Regions from separate parts of the Mus musculus genome. Here all the other regions are linked to region 3. The links are chromatin contacts, called in public Hi-C and HiChIP or PLAC-seq maps. All regions are on one chromosome and are shown on one strand. Each heading gives the region's core, a stretch centred on a gene start, on an enhancer-like site or on the middle of the called end of the contact. The rest is flanking DNA. Distances are from core to core; before and after follow the strand shown.

Evidence for each region. A called contact is a pair of places that touch in the nucleus more often than the background predicts. HiChIP or PLAC-seq counts read pairs in DNA pulled down with a chosen protein or histone mark.
Region 1: an H3K4me3 HiChIP or PLAC-seq map of forebrain shows a contact between it and region 3, with 6 times the contacts expected there. The contact joins two enhancer-like sites. A contact is called at or near these places in 1 of 484 Hi-C or Micro-C datasets (bone marrow-derived macrophages) and 6 of 115 datasets of contacts at active chromatin or transcription factors (embryonic basal ganglia, embryonic stem cells and forebrain).
Region 2: a Hi-C map of uterus shows a contact between it and region 3, with 4 times the contacts expected there. The contact joins two enhancer-like sites. A contact is called at or near these places in 4 of 484 Hi-C or Micro-C datasets (cortical neurons, palatal mesenchyme and uterus) and 2 of 115 datasets of contacts at active chromatin or transcription factors (embryonic basal ganglia and forebrain).

The regions. Positions count from the first base shown.
Region 1 is chr5:74,249,465-74,253,292 of GRCm38.p6, reverse strand. All of the region lies in intron 5 of Scfd2 (Sec1 family domain containing 2), which reads left to right. Among named protein-coding and RNA genes, the nearest start is that of Rasl11b, 56 kb to the right of the region's middle. Within about 2 kb of position 2,127, at least 25 of the 459 cell types and tissues checked have an H3K27ac peak or open chromatin away from gene starts, as enhancers often do. A contact at or near this core is called in forebrain, where this site is marked.
Region 2 is chr5:74,310,007-74,313,727 of GRCm38.p6, reverse strand. All of the region lies in intron 5 of Scfd2 (Sec1 family domain containing 2), which reads left to right. Among named protein-coding and RNA genes, the nearest start is that of Gm32064, 4.7 kb to the left of the region's middle. Within about 2 kb of position 2,082, at least 31 of the 459 cell types and tissues checked have an H3K27ac peak or open chromatin away from gene starts, as enhancers often do. A contact at or near this core is called in uterus, where this site is marked.
Region 3 is chr5:73,851,712-73,855,549 of GRCm38.p6, reverse strand. No RefSeq gene overlaps it. Among named protein-coding and RNA genes, the nearest start is that of Gm34960, 49 kb to the right of the region's middle. Within about 2 kb of position 1,344, at least 57 of the 459 cell types and tissues checked have an H3K27ac peak or open chromatin away from gene starts, as enhancers often do. A contact at or near this core is called in forebrain and uterus, where this site is marked.

The sequences.
Region 1 (3,828 bases), core at 878-3,377, 400 kb before region 3:
CCAGGCCTGATCAACCCCATCAGTACCAAACAGCCTTTCAGTTCCCTTCCCCACATGCTAATGCCACTGTCATTCACTCTGCCCAGTGAATCCTCTTCAGGGAACAGCAGTGGAGGGCAGCCTTTCTGGCCTCTTGGGTTGGAATATGTACTGCCTGGCTGAGTTTGAATTCCTGGACCAGCTGGGCTGGGGGTTGCTATTCCAGGAGGGTGGAGTGGCCTCTTTTTTGGCTCCTGAGGGGTATCTTTAATGCCACCCACCAATAGCAGTATGCCTCAACATCTCCGTGTGCCAGGGTGAGACATATGGTGTATTTTTACCAAGTGTGCAGATCTGGACAGGAAAGGAAGCTCATCACTGGCACTTCCTTATTTGGCCATTGTTCCTTGCTTCCTTCCCAGCTTACTCCTCTCTGCTCATTTTTCTTCCTCCCCTCCATGCCTGTGAGTGGACTTCCGGGTCCTGCCCCATCCCTGTTCTAGCTGGAGACTTTTCCCTTAGCGTATTACAGTCTCCACTTTGGTAGCCTCCATCAGTTGCCATCCCATTGCCAGAACGGACTCATGCTGGCCCTGCCCCAGGCCCCGACACTCATATGCATGCTACGAACACCTAGTAAATGCCACAAGTCTGGATGCCCAGCCTTCCTAGTTCCTCCATCCTGGGACCCCCATTTGGCCTATAGAGTTATCTAGCTATATGTGCTTTTTACAGACAGTACCGTATAACCGCGAGATGCAGAAACTGCCCCCATTTGTTAGCTTTCTAACTTCAAAGCTTCTTCCCTCTCTGACCTCAGTTTCTGTGAGTATAAAATGGAGATGATACTTATTTCTCAGGATTACCAAAATTAGGTATGAGTAAGGTTATACCTAAGGTGTGGTAATGGCCAGTAGTATCTGCTGTCTTTTTCTCTCTAGTTGACTGTATAGATTCTTTATTTATTTTTTTTAACCTAGAAGTTGGAGGGCCAGTATTCATATCAGTTAGGTAAAGGAAATAACAAACAGCCCTAGAAACTCAGGACAGTCATCTGTTTATATTCACAGAAATTTCTAGACACAAACTCTCAAATTCCCAATTAATTATCCTATATAAAAATGATGTACTATTTGCATACAACCTACATATGGCTAGCTGCCTGTGTATTTTAAGTCATCTCTAGATTACTTTTTAGACCCAGGCTAATGTAAATGCTATGCAGAAAGCTGTTACACTCAACATTTAGGGAGTAAGAAAAGCCTGAGCATTATACATGTTCAGTGTGGATGGATTATTTTCCAGAATATCTTTTATCCACAGCCGGTTGAATGCATGGATACAGAACCGTCAGGTGATTGCCGTTCACAGTGATAGTTAGCATCTTCTCTGTTGTGGGTCCCTCTCTGGGAAGAACAAAATCTGGCTTGTGCCAGAAGAAGAGACTGGGGATGGTGTCAACCACCAGTGACTGCCCAGCAGTGCGGAAGATGCAGAGGGGGATCCTGTTTCTTAAAGTGCAATGTCACTACTTAAAGTCACTGTCACTTGGACATAGAAATAGTTAAGAGGAGATTCAGGCAGTATCTCCATAGTCCTTCCTGTACTGTAAGCATGCTAAGTCCTGAGGATAAGCCACCTGCTCCTGCTGCAATCCAGTCTTAGCTGTGCCTGGCAGCAGGCAACAGAGGCCTGTACTGGTTAGTGTCTCACAGATTAGCCCCCTATCACTGTGGGCCTGCAGGCAATAAAAAATGTGTAAGTTTCCAAACACCCATCATTTAGGCTCAGCACAGCTTAGATGGATCTTCCTCCTGCTACTGTGTACACTGGAGCCATTTTACCATGTTTATGCTGTGCTTGTTACCAAAAAATCTTCCTAGGTTTGCTGACTGCAGATGAAACACAACCATTTGACAGTTTGGGCTCTGGGTCTAGCAGTCTACCTTAAATAATGGGAGAGTGGCAGAGCTTCTCTGAGTCTCATTTGTGTGGAGAGGATTGGCAACTCTACTGCCCACCCCAGTTCTGAGGGGTAAATGGATGTTTTGGGGAAATTAGAGCAGAGCCTTCTGTCCACTGAACACTCAGTGCAGCCTGCTCAGGCCCTGGGGCTACAGTGGGAGTCCAAGCAGGCAGCAGCATTTGGCTGGTTTGGTTTGGTTTGTTTCTCTCAGAGCCCTGCCCCAGGGCAAGGGCTGGGTAAATATTTACATGGGATGGGAAGTTTAAAATCCTGCTTCTTCTCCTGAAGTAATAAGAACTCTTCCTTCCCAGAAAGTTGATCAATCCTGAATCCTCAGGGTCGGAGGGGACAGCCAGTTCTGTCAGTGGTGGAAGGTTTTCATGGCTTCTTCTCTCGCTGGTGCTTTCTGGAACCTGGCTTCCACTCTCCCTTTGGTTGGTGACTCTGGCATGGCAAAAATCAAGGCTCTTGATAGTTCAAGAGCTGGTGGCAATGCAGCCATGGTAATGGGCCAGCTTCTTTCTGTGGTATGGCATGATCAGGGTTTTATTTCATGTGGCTTTTGCCTGCCTGTATCTCGCTGTGTTCCTACTGTCAGGAAGGGACCAGAGGACGCTAACAGATGCTAACAGTATGTGAAACCCAGAGCTGGAGGCAGCCTGTTTGGGTAACGGGCTGCTTTCAGCCCCATACGTTCCAGGGCCACCACCTTTCCTGCATAGGCAGCCTTGGGCTATGCAGTTCCCTTCCCACTCAGAGCTCTGCTCTGTCTTTTCTCCGTCCTCTAGGGACTTTCTGTACCAGGCCCCAGGTGGCAAAGCCCTGGCTGCCTCTGTCCCTCTCAGCCATTGCTCTCCTGGAAGCCCCAGGGATCGTCTTACCTCTGCACTTGCTGCTGCTTGTCTGTCTAGATGCTTTCCTCGTGGCTGTCTGCAGCACAGGCCTACTCACTTGAACAAAGATCTTTCCGACACGCTTCTTCCTCCAAGAGACCCTTTGAAGCCTCCTCACCTTCACCCTTCTACCTCTACCTCCCCTAGGTGCAAACCTCCTGTGACATATTGTGACTCACTTCTTTGCTTGATGGTTTTCCTCCCTGATAGTCCAGTCCACCGAAAGCAGGAGCTATGCCTCCAGCGCCTGGAACACTTTGTACTCCATAAATGTGTGCTGAAAAGAAGGGATCAACTTACAGCTAACAAATGTGTCGAGCTTTGAGGGAAGGGATCCACCAGCCTGCAGGAAAGAAAGTGAACAGGGACCCACGGTGGTATGGAAGCATTGCCTGTGCATGCTCAGAAGGTGGCTGAGGCTAAGAGCCAGCCTGACACTGGTGTCACACAGTGGCATTCTCCAAAGTTGGCAGAGGGAGCTTTGGGCAGGTGGGCAGGGCTCTGGCTAGCAGAATACTGGACAGGCAGAGAGAAGCAGGTCTTGCCACTGAGGCCCAGTTAGTTGACTTCCCAGGGTGACCAGTCAGACTGGTGGCTCACCCAGATATTCAGAGATGGGACAGCGTCTCCTGTCAGGTAATTTTTCCCTCAGAAACATTCTCTGCTACTGACCTCACTTCAGCTACAGAAACCCTGAGTCTACACGGAAGAGAAAGATGGACTTTTCCTTGTGACTTCAGTCAGGAGGAGAGGGTGGGGCTGAGGAAGTGGTTTGTGGCATCCAGGAGTGTTCCTCTGGAGAGGGTCAGCTGAGTCCCCAGGAAGAAGCTCCTTGTCCAAGACCATCCTCCTTCCCCACCAGACCAACAGAGCACAACCTTGGGCAGACATGGGAGGAGTTTGGGGCGTGGCGGGAGAAAGCCGTGCTAGTGAGAGAGACTCTCAAATGGGTTTTAAAGGAGTAAGGTTGACATGGCGCTGTTCAAAATT
Region 2 (3,721 bases), core at 833-3,332, 460 kb before region 3:
TGGGGTGAGGGCAGAGGAAGCCTGAAAGAGGGAGAGCAGGAGCTGGAGGGGCCAGAGATGGCAGGAGGAATAAGACTCTGTGGTTAGGAACACCGTGGTGACATGAATAAGGGACTAGTGGATGAAGCTTACCGTGGAAATTGCTGCAGGGACTAGGCAGCTGCCTCTCCAGCCTTTTCTACCTGACCAGCAGGTACCGGTGAGGTTCTTCAGTGTCAGTACAGTAGAGCTCTAAGAGTGGAGTTGTAACAAGCATCCTGAGCTGACAGAGAAACCATCTGACTGCACCTTCAGTTTACGTGTAAGAGTCTGATTCCCACCAAGAGGTGCCGTCGCCTCTCCACTCACTCAGTCCCTGCTGTCTCCTCATTCCTCAGCACATCCCCTTTGTTTTACAAACAGATCCTTATTCTTAACCCCAGAATTGATTTTAAAATAACTTATTGTTCCTACCATTGGATATTTTTAAGAATCATACTTTGATGAAATCCAAATGGCTTCAATTTAAAAGATACAACAAGGTTTTATCAAACACTTTTTTAAATGGTGTTATTTAGGGACCAGACACAGTAGTGCATGCTTGCAATCCCAGAGCTTGGGAAATAGATGCCGGAGGATGTAAAATTCAGGGCCAGCCTGGGCTACATACTAAGCACTTGTTTAAAAGTTTTGTTTGTTTGTCTGACTGTCTGTTTATTGTGTTTGTCCATGCACAAGCCTGCATGGCATTCAGTCTCCTTCAAGATGCACACAGAAGAGGTCCACCAGCATCATTGGAAGTTTGGGCGAGTTGCATCGCTCCCACGGCACGCTTCTAGTAAACTTGTTTCCTTCATCCTCTCTGCTTCCGTGTGATTGAAATGTTCCCGAGTTGGTTTCTTCAAAGTGTCAAGTGGTCCGCGTGGTGCCCTTGCTTTTCATGTGATTGAAATGTTTCTCACATTTGTCCCTTGTGGGTGTCATGTGGACCGTGTGGCGCCCTTGCACAGCCCTTCCCAGCATTTGATGAAGTTTCCCTTATTTTTAGGAATCTGAAAATAGCCCATTGTATTATAATTAGCCAGTGGTAACCACCCAAATATGATTAGTATGGCAAGGACTTCTGCTTCTTCTCTCTTCCAGGGGAGAGGATGTGGGTGGGGGGAAAAGGCTGGGTAATATTTTGAGCATTTTTTTAATGTCGTTAAATACTTAAGAAGCCTTAGGAAATATTTGTGTTTTCAGGTTCTCTAGGAGGCTTTTGAAAAATACTTACACAGCTAATTTCAAACGAAATATTTAAAACTCTGGGGAGCTAAGTCTTTCACTTTTATCCTAATAGAGCCACTTATAGTACCAGCCTTCAATTTGTCTAGTACAAAGAAAATGAGAAACCTGCCCATGACTAGTGAGCTCAAGAGTGGTCTCAGTCAATGGAAAGTTCATTCCCAAAGTTCTGCACAAGTATTTAGCAGAGTTTTAAAAATTCCTATTGTAACAGTTTTGCCCAGTTTTTCTGACTCTCACTAAGCCCTAAGAAGAACACACTAGCGCAGACAAGATTTACCGTTTGCTTGGCTGCTTTTGCCTCTGTATGATCCAGGAGTGCTAACCCAAAAGATGCCTGCAGCAGTAGATTACTTCCCATGGCAACTGACTGCAATGTTACAAACATGAAGCGTTGGCCAGTTCTGCCTGGAGAGTAAGGACAGTTCCTGTTCGAATGGGGTCACTCAAAACTGAGGCCAAGGGTGACATGATCAGAGCCGCTTCCAGCATGTGTCCTTTCAAAGAGATGTTCTCATCGCCCCCAGAGCTTCATTTTAACTTGTGAGAGTTGAGCTTGTCTGTTGTTGTTGTTGTTGTTGTTGTTATTTAATGTTTTGTTTGCCTTTTTATTTCCCTACCCAAGTTGACCCACTGAGAAAGAAGTTATTTTTAGCTTTGGAAACCTCTGTAAGAAACAGTCTCTGCCTTCTAACTAAACTTTACAAGAAAGATTTATTTTGGAACTTTGGTCAAAAGCATCTGTACTCTGCTGGACAAACATCTGTCTTCCAACAAGAGTTGCTGGCCTTCTGATGCTGGTTAATCTGGGTTTGTACTTCAGAGTCCCACAGAGCAGCGTACACTCATTTGTTGATCCATAGCGCCTCTTGGTGGCCAATGTAGGTTACTGCAGAAGGAAAATGAAGCCCCCTCCCTTTCCCAAGTTTAGCAAGTTCTTAGAGACAAGTTTTAATGCAGGCACAGCTTGAAGATATGATCTGAAGAAGCTATGGGAGCACACGAGCTGGGCCGCTCTGCTAGAGCATGGCCATGGCAGAGGATCCCACTGAGCTGGTGTTGTAAGGACGATGGGAAGAGCCACATACTGACCAACCTCAGCCTTCTCTGGTCTGCCTGATTGACAGCATGCGCTTGACAGACTGGGCTGTTCCTGGCAAGCCTGCTCCCAGTTCCCCTGTTGCTTCTTCCATGCATGGGCATAAGATTATAGATGGGGTTTTTGTCATTAGGATGCTTGCATTCTTTACTGTCAGTTCCTTCTAAGGAGAGCTGTTGTCTTCCCCACCTCTGAATCCCAGACACGAAGCCCAAAGTCTGGGTGCATGGGAAGTGTCTAAGAACCAATCGTGATGCATGAAGACATAAAATTCATAATTATGGACTGTCCTAACAACACAGGCATATTCTTAGTTTTCATTACTGTACTTCTCTGTATTTACTCTTGTTAAATTCCCTTAAATATAGTGATCTCCGCTTGATGAAAAACCTAGGCAGAAAATAACAGCTCCCCACCCCATAACAAAGCTGGGCAGTTGAAAGGCGTCCCCCACTTCTCCCTTCTGACTTTCTAACTTTTAGTTATCTGCTAAATCATTACCTTGCAGTGTCAGTTTGTATTCAAAACATCTGCTAAAACTACTTCACCAGTAACATTTTCTAGTGGAAACTAGCTTAGAGTAAACCTAGTCCCCTATCTCCTAACAGCAGGCAATGCCGAATTACAGTGGCTTTCACAGACTAGAGATCCATGCTATGTCTGATTGTACCCTAACCAATTGTATCAGGGTGTGCTATGTAGAATTTTTAAAAAAGATATATCTGGCTATGTTTGAGAATTGAGCTGTATCCCACTGACCTCATATGTGTGTTCAACAAATATTTATTGATTTCCCATTGTGTACTTGGCATTGTGTAGGGTATGGAAGTAGATAAGTGTTTTTCTTCCCTAAGTCTTGTGAGGAGCCCCAGGCACCCTGATGCAGTGCACTCTGAGCTGTCATGGAATCATGCGTACCCAGCAGGCTAAGGCAGTGTAGGGGTGTGTCTGCAAGGGAGCTGCACACTGATGCTGTATGGATGGACTCTGTGGCCTTATCAAGGCAGCGAGCCACCTCTGTGGAGTCAGTCTGGGAGTAGTGTCTTGGAGGAGAGAATAGCCACACAAATAACACTGCATTCCACACATAGAATGTTCACATGGGCAAGGCAAGGAAGGAACGTGTGGATTGTAGGTGTGGTGGATAAGAACAGTTTCTGCCTGTAATTCCTCTGATCCCAGCCTTCAGCATCTTTGCTGAACTCTGTGTATCGGATCTTCATGCAAGGCGTTTCTCATGCCTGGAACATCACAGCCTCTGGTGTCAGGTCTAACCTCCTTTCATCCTGCAGAAAGTCAATGCAGCAGCCTGTGCATCTTCATTCCAGTGCCCACCACACCACTATATGACACAGT
Region 3 (3,838 bases), core at 95-2,594:
ATATGCAAATATTCTACAACAAGCCTGTACTGCAACTTTCTTGATGTCCCTGACCCTGCCTCTCCCACTAGGATTTGTGAAGTTGGTACCAGATTTCTAAAAGAAAGCCTCGATACAGTCGGGACTGGCCCTGTCATTGTAGGCTGAGGAGTCACTGGCCGGCTCTAAAGCCTGTTTCTCTCCAGCCATGCTACAACCACCTGTGAAAGACCTAGCGCTGTCCATGATTGCTAAGACAGTTTCAAAGTCGAGCACACTGCACTTTTAAGTACATCTCACTTGAGAGAAGACTTATAGCAACTTATAAGTAAAAAATTTATCTATTGTGTTTCAAGAGTTGGCGGGACGCCTGGAAAACTCCGGGAGGTCTGAGTAAACCCCGTGGGACTTCCCGGGAGCCGGAGAGAGGAGCTTCCAGCTCCATCTGGACCACAGTTGCATCTCAGCGTCCCCAGGTGTATCATTTCCCATCCACCCCAGATCCCTATTAAATACATTATTTTACCGATGAGAAAGCCAAAGCTTGGGGAGACTGAAGGAAGAAATCCTAGTGGAAATCTGAGTGCAACAAACACACTGTGGCTTTATTCCATAGTGCGACAACTATTCAAAATCGGAACGGGACTGGCGCCATCCCCTAGCTGCTTCCACACTCACGCCTAGCCGAAATGCTCAGGCCATCACAGGATCCTCAAAGCTATGCCAGGACTTCTAATTTCACCATTTAACTCCAGGACGCCATAGAAACATTTGGCAACAAACCCATCCGTTTCCTGATTAAGTTTTCTTTAGCTCGGAAAATCCTGCATTAAGGCTCAGATTTTCACGCATCACAAGGATTCTAGAGACATGTGAGACTCTGTCTACGACCACTCCCCTCCGGACCCAGTATTTTACATATGGCCTGGTCTGATCAGCTGAGTCCAGAGAGGTACAGTGCTGGATGCCAGGCACCCCAGATGCCCGGGTACCTCTAGCTTCTGAGACTCATGCTTCCCACTCATAGCAGAATAACTTCAGGTCACCGAATTTTATTCAAAGAGAACTACATTCGGTTGTCTCATTTACGGAGCTATTTCTCAATGCGGTGGATGCCACCGAAGAGAGCCAGGTTTTCGTTAAGGATTCCACAGGGCGGCTTCTTCAGTGAAACTCAAGTCTGGCTATTGTCTTCAGTAAATCTTGCTCCAGCAAGGCCTGCATCCACTTATCTTTGTGAATTGAGATTCTGTGGCTTGGATTCGGTTCCTACTCCTCCACCGGCCTCTCCCCACTTCATACTCTTCTAAGCCAAACAAGGATGGGGGCTGGGGAAGCCCAGTTCAGCGTTGTATTCTTTGTCTCTTGCTGCCCCCTGCTGTTCAAGACAGGGTAGGCTAAGCAGACTGGCAGCGAGCTCCAGGAACCTGCCTGTCTTTGCTTCCCTGGTACCATGGAAAGACGGTGTCACCACACCCATATGTATGTATACGCCGCTGGATGGAACTTGGGTCCTGATGTTGTGGCGAGCATTTTCCAAACGGCGCTGGTTCCCTGGCTTCTCCATTTTTCCTCTCAACATGGAAATGAAAGGATAGCTCCCGAGCAGTGGCTCTGTGAGGGAGAAACAAAGTGTCTGGCAGCAAAAGCTATAGGATTTTCTTATGAAGCACTCTCATTCCATTAGTTTTTTTTTTTTTTTAAATAAGGAAACAAAATCGTGTTACTTAATATCCATTTCTATTGAGCCAGTTAGTCCATCTAAACACACACAAGAGTCCAGACATGCACTTTGGAGTTATGGGAGAGATTTACTATGACGTTATGTTCCCATTAAACCCATCAGAAGGTGGAACCAGATGCCAAGAAAGTATTGACTGCACAGGCAAAACCCTCCAACGAGTTCCTCCCGGTTCACCTTGAATATGTCCTGAACACTCACATAATTCACATAATTTGGCAAAACCCATTGTAACACAAAGCCTATTTGTTAATAAAGTCCCGACTAACCCATGCCATTTCTCCAGCTCTCCAGGGAAAGGTGCCACAAAACGTCCCATTGGAGAAAGAAGAGAGTAAGCAGGTAGAATCACACTGCAGTTTGGCTTTGCTGCACCGTATACATACAGTGGACTAGAGGCCAACTGAACGACAGTCAAACTCTGGTGGGCAGGGGGACAGAACAGCATCATGAGGATCACACATAGGTCAGGAGCTCTTCACATGCACACTTCAAGAGGCACAGGGACTAAAACTCGAGTCCTCACCTGAATGAAGGTCGTCACAACCTCTGAGTACCTGGCCACTTAATTCCTTCACCCACCAGAATGAGAGTCTCAGGAGAGCAGACACTTGCTGCCCAGTTTACCATGTACTCACTCTGGATCGGCACAAATCCAGACGTGTTCAAGGTAAGGTCTTCCTGTCTCCGATCAGCAACCACTGATATTCATTTCAACCACTGATGTTCATTTCCCAGGCAGCAGCCAGACCATCTTTCTAAAACTCGAATCTGATCATGACTGTTGCCTATTTGGAAGCCCTCCAATGACTCCTCCTCAGTTGTCCTGGCAAAGCCCAAACCCCTAAAATAAGCCAATAAGGGATGGTGTGCATTTCAGCCACACCAAGGCCTTTTGGCATTCCTAAGGGTCATGTGTCAGGTGTCCCAGCATCCACACCTGTTCCCTGACTGGAATCCCTTTCCCTCTTCCCTAAATTGTGGTGACACCCGCAGGACCCAGCTCAGGGATGCCTCCCACTGGGCTGAAGTAAAACTGAAGTAAGAGGTAAAGCTATCTTCCTGGGCCTCCAAGTTGTAGGGTCTTAGTTTATTGGTGCTAAGGATGATTATCGTGAGCCATTACTTCTGAACCTGTGTTTTGCTTTCTTCTTCCTAAGCTCCTACAACCTCCTCTATTTCTTTAGGCATTTACTACACAAGATATGGTGCACACACCATTAGGATTTCTATGCCTGTTGGTCTCTTAATGGGACCTTTATGGAAGGCAATTGGATGTTCATTACTGTGTTCCTTTAAGAATAAAAAACAAGTGCCAGGCGTGGTGACGCACACCTTTAATCCCAGCACTCAGGAGGCAGAGGCAGGCGGATTTCTGAGTTCGAGGCCAGCCTGGTCTACAGAGTGAGTTCCAGGACAGCCAGGGCTACACAGAGGAACCCTGTCTCGAAAAACCAAAACAAGAAAAAAAAAGAATAAAAACATGAGCATATCATAAAAATTAGATATAGCATTCTTCTTTTAAACCTGTGTGTGTGTGTGAGAGAGAGAGAGAGAGAGAGAGAGAGAGAGAGAGAGGAGAGAGGAGAGAGGAGAGAGGAGAAAGGAGAGAGGAGAAAGGGAAGGAGAGAGGAGAGAGAGAGAGACTCTTAGGAGAGAGGAGAGAGGAGAGAAAGAGAGAGAGAGAGAGAGAGAGAGAAAGAGAGAGAGAGAGAGAGAGAGAGAGAGAGAGGAGAGAGGAGAGAGGAGAGAGGAGAAAGGAGAGAGGAGAAATGAGAGGAGAGAGAGAGAGACTCTTAGGAGAGAGGAGAGAGGAGAGAGAGAGAGAGAGAGAGAGAGAGAGAGAGAGAGAGAGAGAGACCCTTTTCCCCAGGATAACAAACAGGGTTTCAGATGACCCAAGACTACTAATAAAAATGATGTCATTCCAGGCTCATCTTTGGGGAGATAGATCAACTTTAATTGAGGTGAATCAAAGGTTATATAGTCCTGGGGAAGCAGGTAGGACTATCCAGGGTGGGCAAAGCTCATTGGTTGAAGGCTGAGGTGCTGAGATGCCTCATTAGCATGAGGAGGCACTCTAGGAATTCCAGGCGCTCCCTGAATGGGTTCTTATCT